Regions from separate parts of the Gossypium arboreum genome. Here region 1 is linked to region 2. Evidence: chromatin contacts called from public Hi-C data. All regions are on one chromosome and are shown on one strand. The core of a region is the stretch at or near the end of the contact, and the rest is flanking DNA. Distances in the headings are between cores, read along the strand shown. Region 1 holds the start of LOC108484233 (external alternative NAD(P)H-ubiquinone oxidoreductase B2, mitochondrial-like). Region 2 holds the start of LOC108455908 (sugar carrier protein C-like).

Evidence for each region. A called contact is a pair of places that touch in the nucleus more often than the background predicts.
Region 1: a Hi-C map of leaf shows a contact between it and region 2, with 3 times the contacts expected there. The contact joins the promoter of LOC108484233 here to the promoter of LOC108455908 in region 2. A contact is called at or near these places in 3 of 5 Hi-C or Micro-C datasets (all in leaf).

Annotation. Positions count from the first base shown.
Region 1 is chr6:42,208,834-42,211,572 of ASM2569848v2, reverse strand. It overlaps LOC108484233 (external alternative NAD(P)H-ubiquinone oxidoreductase B2, mitochondrial-like), which reads left to right and starts at 1,420. Exons shown (of 11, transcript XM_053030250.1): 1 at 1,420-1,777; 2 at 1,913-2,057; 3 at 2,693-2,739. The coding sequence starts at 1,969.
Region 2 is chr6:41,892,308-41,895,189 of ASM2569848v2, reverse strand. It overlaps LOC108455908 (sugar carrier protein C-like), which reads right to left and starts at 1,488. Exons shown (of 4, transcript XM_017754483.2): 1 at 1,109-1,488; 2 at 703-1,025. The coding sequence starts at 1,241.

The sequences.
Region 1 (2,739 bases), core at 171-2,670, 320 kb before region 2:
ACTATTTTGTTTTGGATCTTCTAAATCATTCCCATGGAAGATTCAAACCTATTTTTTTTTTATCCTTCAATAAAAAGATTCATTTTATTCATAAAAATAGGAGGTAGAGTCGATAAAGATTTCTTTTCGATTCATCCCTAGAGTTGAATACCTCATTCAAGAAATGTTTTTTATCCAATTCGTAAGAATCAATAGAAAAGGTAAATCCCTTATAATGCACCAGATTCGGCTCAATTATTGATAGAGTGAATAGTTTTGTGCTTTATAAATTAAAATATGATAAGTATTCAAATAGAATCAAATTATAGCTTTATTTAATATTTATTTTATAATATGAAAATAAATATTATATTTTTATGTTAGTTAAAAAGTATAAAATATTATATAAACGATAGAAACATATGATCCTAAGCATATATAACTAAAATAAGTTGTTTTAATTTTTATAATTTAATTGGCTCACAATATAAAAATGAATTAAAAATAATATAAATTAGAATTTGAACATGAATATGAATCCATTGACAGGTTAAAATCCATATTTAAAACATTTGATACTTATATTGATTTTAGTATGTTAATGTTGATATTTTAAGAGTGGCCACCATACATTATTTATATTATTTACTTTTAAAAAAAATAAATTGGATTCCATAAATTATGGACCGCTTATTGATTACCAAAAGAGAACATGAAAAATATGCTTTGCGGCAAAGGAAAACATGGAGGTTGTCAGCAATGTTTGTGGTGTGTGTACAAAACAATGACGTAAAGCATGCCAATTGCCGACTTTATTACCACCTTCTATTTGACCACCTAACATTCTACAATTAACAGCCTGTCCTTTATATGCTCATTCTATATATGTACTTTTCTCTTCCAATATTAGGCCTGCCTTTCTTTCTTTCTTTTCTTTTTCCCGCCTTTAATTTTAGGAAGGCTTCATGATTTTATTTTATTTTGATTTCAGTGATTATTAAAATATTTTTTATTTCTTGATATTTAACACGTTTTATTTATGGTTCAAAGATTAAATTTTAATTTTTATTAAAATTTAAAATTCTAATTAAAATTTTTTTAGTATATGTCATTATCATGAATTTTAAAATGTCAATATAAGAGTTTTTTAGACAGCCAATATAAAAATTTAATTAATTAGAATTTTAAATTTTAAAATTTGAATTTTAATAAAATAAAACTTTTAGAATAACAAGATTATGATTTGAGTGAATAAAATTTTATATATAAATAATTAATTCTAAAATAAAATGAAGCTTTTAATGAAATAATAAAGACAAAGAAAATTACTGTATTTTAAATTCAATTCATATTTTTAAAATTTTACATTATTTGAAATGACAAAAATACCCTTTATTGTTTTATAAAAAGAATTGATTGTTAAAAGGAAATCAATATATTACATATGATTTGTAATTTTTTTTTTTTTGGGGGGGGGGGGGTTGGGGTTCAAAACCCTAATTAGGTTCAACGGTCTATCTAAGAAAAAAGCATGAATCATTGAAAAATCTCTTAAATTAAAGAAAGAGAATAAGAAAAAATAAATTCCGAGGATTGATGGATCCAACGGACACAGGTTTTTCACAGAGACGTAGCGGTCATAATGTAGTGACGGCGGCGCAATTAAGGATCCAGATACTATTTAATATTTAATTCATTAAAATATTTTGACCAAAAATTATATAATAATGATTCCATAAATATAGTAGCACGTTGCCGCCTCTGCCTTGCTCTCCAAGTCATTGAAAAAGAAAGTGAGGTAGTAAAGACCTGGAACCATCGTGTGACAATGCCACGAACCTCGCGTTTCTCATCTACTCTTTTTCTTTTTTTTCCTTCTTCTGCCTTTTTGTATTTTTAATACGTAACCGCTTTCTCTGTGATTTTCCTCCAGTTTTCTTGGTTCATATAGGCTAAACAAGTAAAAGAACAGATCTACAGAGCACCAAGATGAGGAACTTCAACTTCTTCCGGAGATTATCCAGGGCTTTTAATGATTATCCTTCTCTTTCTAAGGTCATCGTCGTCTCTACTATCAGGTGCTTTTTTCATTCCTTCTTTCTTTCTTTTTTTTCCCCATTTTTTAAGCATTTTTCTTGTATTTATAACTTTATATACAAATATTTTATTTGCTTTTTGGTTCTATGAAGTTGTTAAGCATGACCTGAGTGCCTCTTTGTGTTTCTATTTTTTTATTATCATAGATTTAGTTTCTTAATATTGATTTGTGGTTCATGCTGTTTTTTGTTTGTAGATTCTCTCTGCATTTAGATAGGCGATTGTTTTTAGGCCCATCTGATGAATGATGTTTTTTTTTTTTTTGAGATTTTGAGCTGAAATTTGGAATATTGAAATGCTCTGTCGGAAGTCTGAAGAACAGAGCAAATATGTTTTGGATTATAGGGAGGAAGAGAACTGTCATCTCTGCCTAAAGGCCGGTGTGAGTGAATTATGCACGCTAGGAAAATTGAAGCTTTATTTGCTTCTTTAAAATTGTAAAGGAAATGGGAAAAGATCTAAAAATTTGTCCTGTTTGAATGTATCTGCAAAGTTTAGGAGCTTGAGTGCGTAATTTATTAATTTCTCAAGATTAGTTAAAAACGAACTGTATGTTTGAAACTTTCCATTAAGCATTCTCCTTCAGCTCTAAGTCTATTGCATTTTTTTGGTGCAGTGGTGGGAGCCTTATAGCTTATGCTGAAGCAAACGCATTCAATGGCA
Region 2 (2,882 bases), core at 239-2,738:
AAAAATAATAAAATTTAATTCTATCTTTTATATAAAGATAAAAACTATTAAAATGATAAAATTATTTATTGAAAACTTTTCTGCCACCGATTAGATAAAAGAAGTTAGGCAACAAAATAATGCAAAAAAGGGGTCAACAAACATGGGTTTATCAATATTCATTGGACTAAAAACAGAAGCTAATATTTTTTTTTCAACGCCCGTTGCATCAAGGAGTGAACTTTTAGCGGAAAAAAATGGTGCAAAGACGTGTCATGCAAAGAAAAACAAGCCTTGTCTGACAAGGAAAAGCAACAGTTACAGGAACAAGCTTCATAACTTTAAACCATTTATCAGAGATTTACTTGTCAGATCTCAAGAAATCAAACCCAGATAAGGTTTTTATCCAGTTAAAACAAGGGATACAAAAGATCATATCTGGATCAGAACAAGTTTGTCTGCTTTGTTAATACTGAGATTTTAGAACCATCTAAAAAGGAGCTCTGAAGAACACAAAGAGACACATTAGACGACAAAAATCCAGCAAAAATCTAAATTAAAAAATGAACCCCAATGCATAAAGAAGACTAAGATATGTACTTCTCTTTTTTTTGCCACTCCTTTCAGACAGCACATTATTTTTTATTCTTTAACGAACAACTTGCAAAGAAAAGAAAAGAAAAAAAAAAACAAAAACTAAGACTAAGACTTGATGGTTCTTACTTGATTTGCGAAACCGATACCGAAACCAAGTAACAATCTACCAACAATCAACATCCAAACAGCTTTAGCAAAGCCATTGATAAGAGCTCCGGCAAAGAAGAGTAAACCACCAAAAAGCATGGATAATCTCCTCCCAAGCTTACGGGTGACAGTTGAAGCCACCAGTGACGCCAAAAGAGCAGCCAAATACAGTGACGAAGTGAACATCGTCAGTGTTTGACTGTCGTATTGGCAGTACTGATTCGTCGACTTGTTAGCTTCCTTCTTCTCCCAAACTTCTCGGAAGAACTTTTGAAGAAAAGGAGTCATAGTCGTCACTCCGCCTATAAAAAAAAAAAACCATTGGTTTCTACGTAAAACAAACAAAAATGTATGGGTCAATTGTGTGTGTGTTTTTAAATGTTACCTGAAATCCCAATATCGTAGCCGAAAATCAAACCACCCATGGCGGCGACAATACATGTTATAGTGACGAATGGAGTGAGGTTTCCCGGGTATTCCTTGCCGTTTCCCGGCCCAATTCCTCCTGCCGCCGGCATGTTTTATCTGTCTTTTCCTCAATGGAAACTAGAAAAGGAAGAACAAATACTTAGTGTATAGTATATAAGATCAGTGAAAGAAGATAAGAGGTGTTAGAACAGCATGGGACTTCCTTATATAGAAAAATTATATTATTATAATTATTAATAAACAAAATTCAAAGTACATTATTACTTATCAAAATTTTATGTTTGGAAACCCTAATGTATTAAAATGGATAAATGACAGATATCTGCTTATAACGAGATATTTAAAATAAAATCATATTACTAGATTTTATTTTATTTTATTTTATTGGTTAGATGACATCAAAATCTCTTTCTCTAATAGATACCTATTTGTAATAAGATATTTATAATAAAATTATTTTTGTAGATTTTATTATTTTTTGATATATTTAGAAATAGGGTAAACTACACCACTCGTTAGTCAACTATGAATTTTTTTTATTTGGCCACTCAACTATGAATTTTATTAAAATGGTCACTCAACTAATTGGATTTAATTTTAATCATTTTCCGTTAAATGTCATTAACTACTTAACATGAGAGTGAGGTTGCTGCTTAAAAATTAGTGTAATAATAAATTTAACTCTCAACATTTACATATTATGTCAATTTAATCATAGTTTTAAAAAGTAAGCCCCAATATTTATATATTATTTCATTTTGGTCTTAATTTTCAAAAATTAAAGAAACATATAAAATGCATAAATATTATTTAAAAATATAATAAATTCTAAAATATATAATAAAATAAATTTAAAAATTGGGTTTCTCTTTCATGAGAGTAACAAGGTTAATTTAATGAAATATGCTGGAAATTGTTTTTTGAGAAACTAAGTTGATTTTGCAAAAAGATTACAGATCTACGTTGTTTTTCTTCTCTCCTTTGAAAATGCGACCTGTAAGGCAAGTTTTCACTGCCACATTAATGAATACATGCCATGTAGGACGCGTTTTCAGGAAAGAGAACAAAAAATGCGACCTGCAGGGTGCGTTTTCACTAAGGTGGTAGTGAAAACACTCCCTGCAAGTCACGTTTTCACTTTGGTAAAAAATAGTTTTTTCTTTTTTTTTCTTACGGTTGGAAATTAAAGGTTTGTAGATTTATTTTTGTCCATGTTTGAGATAGACATAGTTATAATTTTAAGAAATGTTTGAATTTACGATGGTATCATGGAGATGGGTGTCCTACAAATTTCATTTGCCATGTGAGTATAGAGCCATCACTCAGGAAGCCGGATCGTGCTGTAACTCAAGGTCCTAGCTGAAGGTGATTATACGGTCTAGGGTTGAAGTGTAACTAAGGCTTCAAGTTTACAAAGGTTATGTTGTCAATGGATGGAGCATAAATGGGGTCGTAGTTGACAGTGGTTATGCGGACATGACAACAAGTTTCTCATCAAAAGAGGATGCTTTGTAAAACTCAAAAATAAATACGAGGAAGAAAAATACAGTGGTGTTTCAGTATAACAAAGTAATACGTCTTATCCACCACCACCAAAGGCGATGACCCTGTTATTATAACCTGTGACAACATTAAGTTGTAACAAGTTATACTAACAAGGTCACCGCCTATGATTATAATGGACAACATGAATTAGTTGATTATATTGGAAGGCCCATTGTGTTTTCCTT